3 separate regions of the Sus scrofa genome follow, and all the other regions are linked to region 1. A link is a contact called in public HiChIP or PLAC-seq data. All regions are on one chromosome and are shown on one strand. Each heading gives the region's core, a stretch centred on a gene start, on an enhancer-like site or on the middle of the called end of the contact. The rest is flanking DNA. Distances are from core to core; before and after follow the strand shown.

Region 1 (5,068 bases), core at 1,775-4,274:
TCTTTGGATGCTCCTTGAGCCTGGTCACTTCAAAATTCCCCTAATTCCCCTTCACTAAACTGGTTATTTCAAGCTGGTTGTACAGAGGATCTTAATGGTTTAAGACAAAACAAAACACTCCCTACTTTTCCATGCCATTAAAAGAACATTTTCATTGGGAGTTCTCTCTGTGGCTCAGTGGTTAACAAACCTGACTAGGATCCATGAAGACACAGGTTCGATCCCTGGCCTGGCTCAATGGGTTAAGGATCTGGTGGTGCCGTGACCTGTGGTGTAGATTGAAGACACGGCTTGGATCTGGCATTGCTGTGGCTGTGGTGTAGGCTGGCAGCTGTAGCTCCAATGTGACCCCTAGCCTGGGAACCTCCGTATGCTGCAGGTGCGGCCCTAAAAAAAAAACAAAAACAAACAAACAAACAAAAAAACCCCCACAACTTTGTGTCCTTCCTCTGAGGGCCGGGGGCAGGAATAGTGGAGTGAGCTAATACAGGCGACTTAGAGATGGTCGATCTTTGGGATCTGCACTGATGGGCCGGCCCGGGGCCCTGCCTAACGAGGACTCTTTGAGGCGTTCCTAGTTAGCGGGTATATAGTACTGTAGAAACCCAAATTGCTTCTGAAAACAATAAGACAATTTCTCAAAAGGACCTCCGTCCTGTCAGTATTTTACAGGGATTCCATCTCAAGCAGCTTTATACAGCCATTATCACTTAATTACCAAGATAAATCTCACCAGCAACTTCCATAACTTCTTTTGCAAATGAATATGCCCACCTCTTATATCATCTGTCCCCTTCTGCTCTGTCCCCCACAGTGGCTGAGATCTGCCCAGGCTCCTATCCTCCCAGTGTCACCCCAGGCCGGCCTGCACCTGGGACCCGGCCCTGCCGAGGCTACGGAATTGTACGTGGTTCCCGCTCAGACCCACAAATCCCTGCTGGCCTCGGCAGGGCAGGCGCATGGCAGGAACCTGGCTCCATCTGCTTGCGAGGCTCACAAACCACGGTGAGCTTTTTAGTGATCTGAGGCCAAGTTTCCGGTATGTAATGAAAACTGAAACCCGGTTTTGGGTTTCCTTACCAAATTCACACACAGCTAGTCATGACAAGGGACTAAGTGTGAGGTGGCAAGGAGAGCAGCACCCAGGGACAGCCGGGACACACAGCGTTCAGGGCTATTTCTAGCCTGGCCACCGACTTGTTGTGTGGCCTGAGGCCCGTCACCTACCCTCCCTCCCTGTGGTTCACTTTCCCCAGCACTGAGAGGGGGCTTTTTACCAGAATGTACATTTCTGGTATGGGAAGGTGTTTTGAATTCCTCTGAATCTCTTTTAATTATAGCACTCACACCTGAGACTACTACAGCCATCTTGTGTGTGTGTGTGTTGTTGAATTTTTAAATAAAATTGAAACAAAATCTAGGATATTTATCTAGGCCCTCCATCTGTCTTCTGAAGTCTTGCTCTTATTTCTCTCTAGGCTTCAGCTTTTGATTTCAGACACACATAGACTTACAACTTATGGAGAATGCTGGAAAAGGAATTCCTGCCTTATTTAGACGGTTTATCTAAATGACCTCCTAGGAGTTCCTCTATGGCTCAGTGGGTTAAGGACCTGGCATTGTCACTGCAGCTGCTTGGGTTGCTGCTGTGATGTGGGTTCAATCCCTGGCCAGGGAGCTTTCACATGCGGGGGGGGGGGGGGGGGTGGCGGCCAAAAATAAATAAATAAATAAATAAATAAATAAATAAATTCCCAAATCCCTCTCGTCTCGAAGGTTCTGTGAGTCCATGACATGCCTTGGTGAAAGAGAACAAACCAGGCTTTGAAGTCAGGCATAACTGGGTCTGTCTCCTAGTTCTCACATTTACTGGCTGTGTGACTTCAGGCAAGCTCCTTAACCTCTCTGAACTGAGGTTTCTCATCTGAAAACCTGGGCCAGTGCCAACCACTAAATTGTCAGGAAGATGAAATAATAAAGTACTTTTAAAACATACAACAGAAGGCCTAGCAAATAGTAGGTGCCAAGGTAGATATTAGAGTCTGCTTTTCTTTATTCACACAAGTCTCTGAATGGGTAAAAAATGTAGGCCCTCAACTATTGGAATATCGCTTCTGTCTTCCACTCCAGGGCCCTACTTCTGAAAGAGAAAGAAAGAAGGAAATAAACGGAAACTCTCAAAGGCCTTTCTGAAAGCATCACCCATCTATTGAAATGTGCTTTCCATTCAAAAACTAGGTTATTCATTATTCATCTTATTGGAACTGAAAAGAAGGAAAGAGTTCACTGCTTACAACCCAGCCTTGACCACTGCTTGATTTCCATCATTTCCTGGTATCTATGTAATATGTCCCAAGTGTGAGATTGGCCATGTTGAGAGGCGAGCAAACTTCAGACTGAATGACCGTCCATAATGCCCTGGAATGAATGTTCCCTTTCCTAGCATTTCCACTCCAGGCAGTGCATTTCTGGGGAATTATTTCACTGCCTGGGTGGCCAGAGTCCCTTGGCCTTCAGCCTCATGGCTCACTGCACCACGCTGGGCAAGCAGTAACCGCCCAAAAATGCGAGTCTTTCTTTCATGCCCCAGTGGCATGAGTAACATCATTAACTCTTCAGGGCTGAGGTTTGGGATTACGTAAAAATTTTACACCCCACTGTGTTAGCTGTCAGAATACCAGAGTAACAAAGTGTCTGCAGAGTTCCTTTCCGTGCCAGAAATGTGGTTGCCTGACCTAATAAACAATCCTTGGGATATTTTTTTCCAAGCGATTCTATTTCAGCAGGATTGTGGGTTTCAAAATGGAAGCTAAGTCCTACAGACTTCAAGATCCAGGGAGAACAAAAATGCAAGAAGAAACTGGGCTTTGAAACTCTCCAGACAAGGGGAAAATGCTGCTGACGTGTCCCCTGGAAGGACAGCACAGGAAGAGCACAGCTGTGCAGTGTGGTGTTTCACATGCTCTTCTATACACAGGTTTTCTAAAGTGTAAGGGGAAAAAAACCCGTACAGGGCGCTCCCCTAAGAGGAGCCGCACAACACGTTTTCTCTGGGCCCTGGGCCAGCGCGGGGACCAACCAGAGGCCGGCGCAGAAGCACTGTGGATGCCGCGCGCCATCTGGTGGCCTGAAGCTGATATTGCGCGCTCTCTCCGGCCTTTGACTCCATTGATTTGCAGAATTTAATAGGCTAGTATTCTGGAGCTGCTTTTTTTTTTTTTTTTTTTTTAATCTTTTTATTTACTTTTTAATGATTTTTATTTTTTCCATTATGATTGGTTTACAGTGTTCTGTCCATTTCTATTGTACAACAAAGAGATCCAGTCATCCATATATATATATTCTTTTTCTCATATTATCCTCCATGATGTTCCATCATAAGTGACTATGTATAGTTCCCTATGCTATACAGCAGGATCTCATTGCTTAATTTATTTTATTGGAGTGTAGATGATTCACAATGTTGTGTTAATTTCTGCTGTTCAGCACAGTGATTCAGTTATACATATATATTCTTTTTCATTGTGTTTGATCACAGGATATTGAACCTAGTTCCCCACGCTGTACAGCAGGACCTTGTTTATCCATTCTATCTAGAATAGTTTGCATCTGCTAACCCCACTCTCCTACTCCATCCCTCCCTCAGCCCTCCTTCCCCTTGGCAACCACAAGTTGATTCTCTATGTCTGTGGGTCGGTTTCTGTTTCATAGATAAATTCATTTGTGTGATATTTTATATTCCACATAAAAGTTATATTATATGATATTTGTTTTTTCACTGTCTAACTTCACAAAGTATGATAATCTTTATATCCATCCATGTTGCTACAAAAGGCATTCTTTCCTTCTTTTTTATGGCTGAGTCATATTCCATTGTAGATATGTGTCCTCTGCTGATGGACATTTAGGTTGCTTCCAAGTCTTGGCTACTGAGAATAGCGCTGCTATGAATATAGGGGTGCATTATCTTTTCAAATCATAGTTTTGTCCAGATAGATGCCCAGGAGTGGGATTACTGGATCATACAGCGACTCTATGTTTAGTTTTTTGGGAACCTCCACACGGTTTTCCATAGTGGCTGCACCATTTTACATTCTATTGTGAGCTTTCTGTTCTGCTGAGGAGGGGACTGATCACCGGGGGGTCTGAAAGGAAGACACCAAGAGCCAGCTTTTCTAAATTCCGCTCCTTATTCTGCAATAGGAAATTCGAGGACTCGGGCTCTCCTCGGAGGTAATGATGGTCCTCTGGGACAGCACCAGGAGCCCTTAGCTCCAGCCCCAACCAGCCTCCTATGTCCTCCTGTCCAGGTCATGATGGCACAGGTTTGGGCATGAGAGCCTGGAAACCTCTTAGGTTCTCTTCTCCAGCCTTCTGAATCCTACGCTCTTTCAAGGTTGCTTCATGGCATCTGCACATTCTCAGAACAGCTGCTTCATTTTCGGCTCACACGAGTGTTCCCAAAGCATATTCCAAGAATACTGACTTACCTATTCAGAATTCTATCTTAAAAAAAAAAAAAAAGTCCCTCCAAGTTTTCGAAACCGAGTCACACCCAGCCAGTTAAGACAGGTGTTACTGTGGGACCTCTCAAGCGCTTTGACATACCGAGATTATAGAGGGTATTAAGAAGGAACGAGGGTTTGTTATAGTTTCCAAAGTCGTTCAACGTCGAAACCTTTCCTCCACCCCCACTTTCAAGTGCTTCTTGAAGTAAGCACACTTGACAAAGTGACTTTAGTGAGATATTGATCTATCGTACTCCCTTGACCCATGATTAAATAGCCATCTTTTCAAAAGTGAAAGACATTTGTGGTGATTGTGTTTTGGCTGCCATAACAAAGCATCACACACCGGTGACATAAACAGCCAGGATGTATTTTCTCACAATTTCTTCGGAGGCTCCTCTCCCTGGCTTCTCTTCTCCCTATATGTTCACGTGGTCCTTCCTCTTTGTGTGTCTGTGTTCAAATCCCCGTTTCTTTCTTTTTTTAAAATTTTTTATTTATTTTATTTTTGGCTTTTTAGGGCATACGGAGGTTCCCAAGCTAAGGGTCAAATTGGAGCT
Region 2 (5,068 bases), core at 762-3,261, 250 kb before region 1:
GACTCACAGACTTTGAAAACAAACTTATGGTTACCAAAGGCGACAGGTGTGTGTGGGGAGGAGGGATGGATCGAGGGTTTGGGATTGGCATGTGCACACTGAGGTATATGGAATGACCGGCCAACCAGGACCTGCTGTATAGTGCAGGGAACTCTAGCCAATATTCTGTGATAACCTATGTGGGCAAAACTCTGAAAGAGAATGGACGTAGGTACAAATATAACTGAATTACTTTGCGGTGCAGCTGAAATGATCACCACCTTGTAAATCAGCTCCACTTCAATACAGCTTTAAAAAATGAAAAAAAAAAAAAAGGACGAAGGGTGGGTGTGAATTTTGAGGAGCCTCATTAGTTTCATGGTCCTGGAAAGTTGCCTTTGCCTACCTGGACAGGTGCTTCAGAGCTTAGCTTGGCACTCAGGTGAAACCACTCGTTCCAGGTGTGGGTGTAGCCTCAAGAGAAGAGGTGGCCTCTGAGGAGTCGCAGGCCAGGTCATCTGAAGGTGCCTGGTCAGCCATGCCATAGGGCCGAGCGAGACAGGGGGGAGAGAGAGAGCCAGTGCTGGCCAGAGTGAAGATCTCCATCAGTTTCTGAATTACCAGCATATCCTCAAGCACCCACTGGTCCACCGGGAGCCTGAGAAGGTGGCAGTCTCTGAGGTGGCATCCAGGCCAGCAGTAAGTTCCCAGACCAGGCAGCTTTCTGCTGAGGTTGTCTTGAACCGCAGCTGTGGGTTTCCTGTAGCATCGTATCAGCACTGTGAGGCACACTGATGCAGCCAGGTTGCTTCTGAGCCAACTGGTGGGCTGGCACAGTGGACCCACTGCTGGCAGGGGCCTCACCGGGGCTGGGGGCTCTGGCTTCTGGGACAAGAGCTGGATCAGGCAGGGTTTTTCGCCTCTCCTTCTGCCCAGGCTGAGAGACAGGGTACCATCTGCCATCACAGGAGCTGGTAGCAGGGAGCCACCTGATGGCCAGGTGAGCGGTGGCTCCAGGTGTGGACACTCCCTGGCACTTCCTGGATGTGGGAGGCCCCCAATGAGTGCACATCTCACTGCTAAGGCAGATGTCCCTGGAGGCCATCTCCTCTGCCCACTGTCACCCCAGGAGCCCTGCTCCTGAGACAAGCACCCCTTCCCCCTTCCAGCCAGTGGGGTGCTCTTCTGATTCCCAAACCCTTTCACTGCCAGAGCTCCAGGTACAGAGGGTGCTCAAACACTTGGTGAATCAATGAATCAACTGTGCGTGTCACACCCACACACTCCTGTGGAATGGGCACGATCTTCCTCGTTTTTCTGAGGACAGAGTGCTCCTGGTCTCAGCTTGCAAGTTGCAGAGCTGGGGACCAAACTAAGACTTCTGCCTTCTAATCAGAGTGCCTCCCTCCACCCCCCAAATCTACCAGGTATCATCTCAGAGCATTGTTGGCTCCACGAGGGCCCAGATGCATCCCTGTCCATCTGCCCCTGACATGCCTGCTGCCTCAAGTCAAGATACACAGCAGATTCCTTGGTGAACCAGCCCCAGCAGAGGCAGGAATCCCACAGAAGGCTCCTGTTGTGCCCTGCGGGGATAAAGCCTGGCCCACTTCATCAGGGGGACAGAGGGTCACCTGCTGAAGGGGCGACATGCTTCGGCACTGGCCTCAGGCTGGCGGAGGCCCAGAGAGAGGGCCTGGGAAATGGCCCTGGGAGTTTTCCAGAATTACTCCACAGGTTCGAGGCCGGCTCTGAGGAAGGAAGCGCCTGACTCTTCAGAGCGGGGTTCAGCTTCTAGGGCACCCCCACCCCTCGGCACCCCCTCGCTCTTTTGCTCCTTGCCAGCCCTCCCCCTAGTTCTCCCAGAGCCACCCCCACCCACAACACACCGCATCCTTTGCGGAAACAGCCCCACCCTAGCCTTCCAGGCCTTCCGAGGCTCTGTCTGCATCAGGGTCCCCTACGCCCTTGAACATGGGGTTGTAAAATGTGCTTCTTCCTGACGTGGTTTCCTCTTCTGTTTGCAGTTGGAAACTGTGACCACAAAAGTGACCGCCACAGTACACTGGAAGAGGCCCTTGCACAACGGGGCTAGGGACAGTGCTCGGGGGTGGCTGTATCTTTGCAGCACTTGTGAGCTTCATTCTGGTGGCGTAAGAAGATCTCAGAGCATCCACTCAGACCTGGAGAGAGGATTCCTGGGAGATAAGCAGCTTCGAAACCTGGCACATCTCATTCATCCGCATTTCCCTTTCCCTCAGCTGAAGGGCAGCTTCTGACATCTTTAGATTCCTCCTTCTTGGCTTTGCAAGATGTCCTGTATTTATCCAAATTGGTGTCCAGATCACACACATCGTCCCCGAAGTCAGAAGTGTTCCCACTATGGACCACCTTAAGTGTTCCCAACCCAGCGGCATCACTCATGAGCTGTGTCACCTTGGGTGTGTTCTCTAACCAGCCTCAGTTTCCTCATTATAAAGCAGAGGTCAGATAGCACTTACCGAAGTTCCCACTGTGGCTCAGTGGAAACGAATCGACTAGTATCCATGAGGATAGGGGTTCGATCCCTGGCCTCACTCAGTGGGTTAAGGATCCAGCATTGCTGTGAGCTGTGGTGTAGGTCGCAGACATACTCAAATCCTGGGTTGCTGCGGCTGTGGTGTAAGCAGGCAGGTGCACTTCCAATTTGAACCCTAGCCTGGGAACTTCTGCATGCTGTACGTGTGGCCCAAAAAACAAAAAAAGAAGAAAAGATAGCACTTACCTTGGAGTGTTGTTATGAAGATAAGACAAGTTAACACACATCAAGCTCTTAAAACAAATCTGGGTACCATGCTTGCTCTCGCCACTGTCCAGGTGGCTCCTCTTTCTCTTGGTCTCCACTCTGCACAAAACGGTTTGATATTTGAAGTCATCAGATTCTCAATGGCCAGGCAGGCTGATTGGCCTACAGGGTGTGTGTACCGTGCTCTCTTCCTTTTCTGGAACTGAGGGGCATCACCCAAGTTTATGTACCCCCCATACCTGGGGGTGAATGTAGCATCTTAACCCACGCCCCTGCCCCTCCACCCTGGGGAGAGCACTTAGTAAACAGAAACAGATTCCTGAGACCCTTACAGCCACATATGGTTTGCAACTGCTTGAAGAATTGGGTGATGCTCCGTGTTATTGACCACAGCCTAAATCGTGCCTCCCTGCAGCCATCTTACTGCTGCCTGAATGGAAAGTCAGCATGCCTAGCGCTCCACCTGGGAAGTGCCTCGGTTCCTCTCCAGAGACCCGGAGCCCCCTGGTTTCCCTACCCTTTAGGAACCATGTGCAGCCACCGCTGCCGAGCCCGCCCCCCGGAGCCCACGGCTCAGCTGACTGTGGCCACCCCTACAGGGTGGGGACATCCCTTTGGAAAACAACCAGAACTGCCTGGGTGTTGGGCTGGTGCTGGGGAAGCCCGGGTGACTGGCATGATGTCAGGCAGCCAGGCAACTGGAAGATGTCAAAAGTGACTCTGTGAACACAGCCTGCTGGTGCCCAGCTGCAAAATGTGGAGCCAGGTTTAAAAAAAAAAAAAAAGTGGGGCCAGGTTATGTGCCCTCAGCGTTTCAAAGAAGCAAAGCAGTTGGAAAGGAGTGGCCCTGGCACAAACCTCCCGGCACCTGTGCATCAATGGCGGCCTCTCCGTGGCTACCAGTGCTGACCTTCTCACCAGGATGCGGGCACCTCCCCTCTGGGCACTCTGGTCCCAGCGATAAACATGAACCCTTGCATCCTGCTCACTGCTTGTCCAGTGGTGTGAAAGGTGCAGGGGAGGGACAGGCTCAAGGTCACACAGACACCGCAGCTGTGCCCTCAGTTGGGGCCGTGTGTCCGGGGATGCTGGTGCTGAATCCGCTCCTGGGCTGGGCAGAGTGTTTGCACCCAAACCTTCATGCAGGCGGTCCCTTTGCCCTCTGGCCTCGTGAGAACTGGATGAGGTCATGGGGTCCTGGCCTGTAGAGGACCTCTTCCTTAAGAAGGCTGTCTTGATGACAAGATTGAGGCCAGCAGTACTGACGTGAAAGATGACGGGAAGCGTAAGGGCCATGATGGAAGTCCCAGGGGCCCTGGCTGTGATCGGCACAGCCGTTTCACCGCAGCCTCCCCACGGTGCCCAGTCCCAGCCAATCTTCTTCCCTTCACAGTCGAGTCAGAGCCACGAGGTAAGTGAGCAACTGAGCTCCCACCCAAACCCAGGCCTGTCTGAGGTCGAAGCTCCCTGCCTTCTCCCCCACAACGGGGGCCTCCCCCTCCCCACTCCCACCCCCAGTTCTGATGACAGAGTCCCAGGTGAGCTGCAAGAAGGTGGCCCTGCTAGCAATTTAATGGGTTCTTGCCTCCATCGCCCAAGCAGCTCATGGCTTAAGAGCTAGTGCTAAGGGCTCTCTTTGTTTGGACACTGGACTGCATGCCTTCCCCCGCTGCCTCCCCACCCCCCAGCTTGTTTTCCTCCTTGGAGAAGAACCTTCTTTCATCTCCCATTGCTTCTATTTTTCAAACATCAGTTTTCATTTGGGGCACCCTCTCTCTGGGAGATTGCAAAAATTAAATCGTTTTTAAGCAACTGAACACTTGTGGGGTTGGTAACAAACTTGTGAAATCGGCGGAACTTGGCGGTGGAGGTTCTCTCATCCGACTTCCCCGGGGCCCTTCATGTGGGCTTGTAATTCTCTCCTGTTTAGGGTCCATCTTGCCAACAGGGGCTCGGCCGTTACATCTTGGACCAAGTTCTAAAAAGGTCAAGGAGCTGGGTGTCCAGCCCTACTGTCCTTCTGTCATTTGGGGCAGATCCATCAGATGTTGGTGGGCAGAGGGGCCATCTGCAGAGGGGGGTCACAGGGCCACGCTGAGGAGGGGACATGAATGAGGGGGCAACCTCTCCATGTAAGCGTACACACCCCCCTCTTCGGCCAAATGACTCCAGGGTCCCCTGAAGGGTGGGACCATGTTACCACATTCCAGTTTAGGACAGCTTCCTCTCCTCCACTGAAGGTCCTATCCACTCGGGGCAAACAGCAGCAGGGGGATTTCCTTGCATTGGCTGTCACCAGCTTCC
Region 3 (5,068 bases), core at 1,133-3,632, 150 kb before region 1:
GAACAGGAGACAGCAGGCACGGCAGGCGAGACAAGAGATTCTGCAATTTGTATGAGAAGAAATAGAATTCAATCTAGGAATGCCTATTTACTGAGCCTCAGAGTGCACTAAGCATCAGGAGCCATAGTCACCACAGTTGATTAAAAAAAAGTATGTCTCCTGTTAATTCACACATTTCCAAGAGGTGGGTGTTGTTAGCCCTCTTTGTTAATGGGAAAAAAATGAGATTCAGAGAGGTTAATTGAACTGGAGATCTCCCGATTTCTAGTCTTAGATCCTTCCTGTGCACTTTCTGTGTTTAAATTCTGGTCCCATCCCTTCTTAGCTGAGTTAGTTGAAGAAGTTATTTAGCCTCTGTAATTGTCTGTTGTTAATGGAAATACTAATTTCTGCCACATAACATGGTTGTAGGGATTCAATGAGGGGACATATGTAAGAATGCCAGCCATGGTGCCTGGCACATAGTAGGCCCTCAGCAAAAGCTGGTGTCTCTCCTTTACTGATGCACAGTGGTGAAGGGAGCAGACTATCCAGCCAGGGTGGCACAACACAGCAGCAACAGCAGAGTGATGCCCCAGTGAGGTGCAAGATGGCCTGCCAGCTGCCCTCTGGGGTCCTATATGGGTACTCAGGCTCAGTAGGGGCTTGCTGTGTGGGTCTGGGAGGCACAGGAACTGGGGCAGAGCCCCTAAGGAGGAAAGGGGTTTATGTGGGTGGAGAGATGGGCAAGGGTTGAGCAGGCAGAGAACAAGGCACTGAAGCAGGAAGATGGGGTGGAGGGAGGGGAGTGTTTGTGAAGGACCCAGGGGGGCTCCTGACCAGCAGGCTGAACAGTGAGCTAAGGCTGGGAAGGGGAGGAGAGGGAAGTCGGAGGTGGCGGAGGCTCCCAGTGGGCAACTTCCACTCAAGGATTTCAACCCATTCCTATAAGAGAAGGGTTACTCGTAAAGGCCTGTCAACTTGGAGTATCCATTATTAAAATTAATTTATGCCAGTGTGTAAACTGGACTGTCAAGGAAAAGGTGAAAAAACAGGGAATTTTTATTATTTTATTTTTATTTATTTACTTGATCTTTTTAGGGCCACATCTGCGGCGTATGGCAGTTCCCAGGTTAGGGGTTGAATTAGAGCTGCGGCTGAGGCCTACACCACAGCCAGAGCAACAGTGGATCTATGTCGCATTTGAGACCTACACTATAGTGTGCAGCAACACTGGCTACTTAACCCACTGAGTGGGGCCAGGAATCGAACCCACATCTTCATGGCTATTAGTCACATTCTTAACTGGCTGAGCCTCAGTGGGAACTCCCTGAATTTTTACATTTTATACACACACAGCCCTTTTTATTACAAAACATATATAGTCTACTTAACCCCACTTTAAAGGGCTTGGGCATTATTTTGACTCTTGCAATCAATTAAAAAGGTTTAAAACAGCTGTGTTTTTACTTTTCTGACATATTATGGTCATATCTAGAATTCATGTGATGTTAAATCAAGAATAAAACTTTTAATTACATCGCTGTTCCTATGGTAAAATATAATCTATTTCAAGGCAATTCACTTTGTCATAAACTTTCCTTGAATAAAACTTGATAAAAAGCAGAGACCCACTGCATATGACAATAATTAAATCTATACTCAACAAGTACAAAAGAGTGACTGTAGGGATAGGTAATTTAGAACAACAACAACAAAAAAAAACCAATCTGAAACATGTTAGGAAATCATACTGAGGTTTGTTATCCATAATCTCCTGAGATATGGATTGTGGTATATATTTAAGAAAAAAAAAAAAACTAGTAAGTACCCAAATTATGAAATGAATTGTATTTTCAAAAAACAGGTTAAAATTCCAAGATCAGGGTATCAGCAGGTTTGATTTCTCCCAAGGCCTCTCACCTCAGCTTGCAGATGGCCGCCGTCTCGCTGTGACCTCATGTGGCTTTTCCTCCAGTCCTATACGCTCCTGGTGTCTCTCTCTTCCTCTTCTTATCTTATGAGATCCCTACCCTTAAGACCTCATTTAGCCTTAATCACCTCCTTAAAGGCCCCATCTCCAAGCACAGTCACAGTCTGAGGTGCTGGGGATTAGGACTTCAAGGTGAATGATGGGGTGTGCACGATTCAGCCCATAAGAGCCAGGGTTGTCCACCCAGACGGGGATATGAGAGTGGGGCAGGAAGGATCTGTTAGTGTATTCACACACTGAGCCTCGGCCACAGCCCAAGCTCAGGGCCAAGGGCACTCAGGAGTCTGAATCCCAGCGCCTGGCTCCTGCTACTGCAAACAAGCATTCCTCTGAAGCCTGGTTGCTTACTTGGAGGTATTGGTAAATATACCAATTTGGGGAAAGGGAAGTGAGCCTTTCCTCTGCCCCAGCACCCTGTTGCAGAAAAAGCATGTGATGGAAAAACCCATCTGGGCTGGGGACAGCGTGAGGGCAAGCGAGCTCTGGGACTGCGAGCTGATTTATGTTGTGCTTGGTGCCTGGAGTGACTCCTGGGCGATCTGGAGCTTGACATTGTTAAGGACAGGTTTTCGTGATGACTTCAAAAAATAGAGTGACTGTAAATAAGAGGGTATTTGCCTGTTTTTAATTTTATGCAGCTCGTTATATCATGGTCAAATGAAAACCTTGGTATTTGGGGCAGGAAGCGTGTGGCCAGCGGCAGGATGGTGCGGGGTGGTGGAGCTGGTGGTGGGGGTGGACTTCAGGCAGGGCTGTGACACCACATGAAAGTCCTTCCAGGGTCTCACAGGAGGGAGGCACACAGAGGGATCTTTAGGAATCAACACAGGTGACTTCTTCTTCCCAACAAAGTTCCCTGTTCTATATACACCTTCATCTGCCGGTCAATGAAGAGATAGGAACAGCGGTGCGGGGGCTGGGAGCGTGACTGACACATGGAGACAGACGCAGAGGGCTGGGCAGCCTTCTGGGTACAGGAGACACACTGCCCTGGGCTCTGCGGCCCTGGGTCATGATGTGAGATGGACCCAAGGCCTTGACATCCCTGAGGCCAGACTGTCCTACTCAGGCAAAGCTCTAAGCAGATCTCTGGATGGGTCAGGAAAAGGCAAGGAGCTTTCCCAAGTTGCTCCACACCTGGCCGGAAAAAGCAGTCACCCACAACTTGAACGGCAAAAAATTTAGAGTCTTAGTACATAATCTGTGTTCCAGTTGAAAGAGCTTTGCACATCACATGTTTTCCTGTAATAACATCCCACTGGAAGCCTAGCCTCTATTTGAAAAACTACAAAGTGAAAAATGTGTAACAGAGAAATCGTTAGAATGGTCTTCTGGCGCAAAGGATGGGTTTGGATCAGGTGACCTGGGTTTAAGTCCAGGCTCTGACACACACTGGTGGTGTGACCTTGGACAGGTGAGGTAACCTGTCTGTGAGTGATGACAGCAGGTACCTCCTGGCAGTGTGGTGAGAAACATACAAGGGCTGGGGTCAGTGAAAGGCACACAGGACAAAGAGAGCTTGTGATCATGATGACTGAACAAAGGTTCTTTTGGAAATTTCACTGGGTTAGGGGAGAGAGAGAGAGCGAGGCTGTGTACACCTACCTGTGAATGGGACCGAGCAAAGCAAAGGCAAACCAGTTCTTATGAAACACTGCTGTAAACACTATATAATATTAAAACATCTCTTTCTAAGTGTGGGCCCATGGCATAGCTGACAGACAACATGTCTGTCTTGAAACAGAATATGTCACTAACAAGGACCTACTGTGGAACACAGGGAACTAGACTCAATATCTTATAATAACCTATCATGGAAAAGAATCTAAAAAGAATAGATATATGTGTAGAAATGAATCACTCTGCCACATACCTGAAACTAACACCACACTGCAAATCAACTACACTGCAATAAAACTTTTTAAAAATAGAATATGTCATATTCCCCCCTCTCTGAGACTCTATGGTCTTGAAAAATCCAGGAAATGGCTTTCCATGCCTTGGCTATCTCACCTTCCTCTCCTTTCAATCCTGACAGCTGTCCCTGGTTTGGAGTTATCAGCCATCAGCCCCAGCCCTTGCCACTGAGACTTGCCACCAGCGACCAGAAATCTTCCCTCTGGCCAGTAGGAACCTCAGAACTTCTCAGAGTTTGGCTTTGAGAAATCCTCTGCTGTAGGTCTTACAAAGATACTGGCAGATTTGAAAGAGATGTCCCTTCCTGCCTTGGGAAAAGGAGGCTTGAAATGAAGGTAAGCTGGAAGAAGCTAGAAAGTATTAGGAAAAGAAAGGAAGGAAGGAAAACAGGAGAGGAAGGAGAAAGAGGAAAAAGAGAAGCTATCTACGTTTTCAAAGTTTGCTATTAAGGAGGAAAAAAAGCAAGGAAGTGGGCCTTTTCATGAAATATATGTAAAAACATGAACATTTGTAAGAACCAGGATAAATTTAATAGAAAGAAAAAGAGACACAGCAGATGCTCACTGCAGCACTGACAGCAAACAAGGTGTGGTTACAGCAAGGCAGGAAAAACGACTTGACAACTACTTCCAAAGTGTTAGCTGCAGGGATCTTTGGGAGGCTTGGGGAATTGCATTCTCTTTTTATGTAAACGCAAAGAATCAATAGACTGATTTCAAAGAGAGAGGCCTCTGGCTGCACCGACTGCCTTTCCACCAGGAAGAGCCAGGGCGCGCCACCCCAAGAGCTGGGGGCCCATCTCCTCTTCTAGTTCCTTCCCAGCACCAGCTTCTATCGCCTCTCACCAAGTTCAAGAGTTTCCAGGTAGACCTTGAGACCTCTGAGCATCTCCTACCCTGTGGTTCCTGAGTGTAGCCAGCCGCTTCTACCCCAGCTAACAACCCCTTCCTTTTCCACCCCCACTGTCCATCTGCCTCCTCTGTTCCTCCCATCCCGCCTGCCCTGCCCCGTCCCAGGTCCACCCTGGCTCCCGTGCCTCCCTCCACTGCCCTCAGGAAAAAGCACAAGCTCTTGCTGCTGCCTACCCTCCCATCCCTGGCCTCCCGCTCTCCACATGACAGGCTTCCAGCCACGTCCTTAAGCTCTGGCCCACAGCACCCCTGCTCTACCACCTCACGG

Evidence for each region. HiChIP or PLAC-seq counts read pairs in DNA pulled down with a chosen protein or histone mark.
Region 2: an H3K27ac HiChIP or PLAC-seq map of alveolar macrophages shows a contact between it and region 1. The contact joins two enhancer-like sites. A contact is called at or near these places in 1 of 47 Hi-C or Micro-C datasets (embryonic fibroblasts) and 2 of 2 datasets of contacts at active chromatin or transcription factors (alveolar macrophages and skeletal muscle).
Region 3: a contact with region 1 is called in an H3K27ac HiChIP or PLAC-seq map of alveolar macrophages. The contact joins two enhancer-like sites. A contact is called at or near these places in 2 of 2 datasets of contacts at active chromatin or transcription factors (alveolar macrophages and skeletal muscle).

What each region holds. Positions count from the first base shown.
Region 1 is chr14:56,644,202-56,649,269 of Sscrofa11.1, forward strand. No RefSeq gene overlaps it. Among named protein-coding and RNA genes, the nearest start is that of TARBP1, 23 kb to the right of the region's middle. Within about 2 kb of position 3,025, at least 49 of the 83 cell types and tissues checked have an H3K27ac peak or open chromatin away from gene starts, as enhancers often do. A contact at or near this core is called in alveolar macrophages, where this site is marked.
Region 2 is chr14:56,395,275-56,400,342 of Sscrofa11.1, forward strand. It overlaps LOC106505999 (a long non-coding RNA gene), which reads right to left. Exons shown (of 3, transcript XR_002338582.1): 3 at 2,634-2,863. Among named protein-coding and RNA genes, the nearest start is that of IRF2BP2, 150 kb to the right of the region's middle. Within about 2 kb of position 2,012, at least 10 of the 83 cell types and tissues checked have an H3K27ac peak or open chromatin away from gene starts, as enhancers often do. A contact at or near this core is called in alveolar macrophages, where this site is marked.
Region 3 is chr14:56,492,754-56,497,821 of Sscrofa11.1, forward strand. All of the region lies in intron 4 of LOC102158473 (a long non-coding RNA gene), which reads right to left. Among named protein-coding and RNA genes, the nearest start is that of IRF2BP2, 51 kb to the right of the region's middle. Within about 2 kb of position 2,383, at least 11 of the 83 cell types and tissues checked have an H3K27ac peak or open chromatin away from gene starts, as enhancers often do. A contact at or near this core is called in alveolar macrophages, where this site is marked.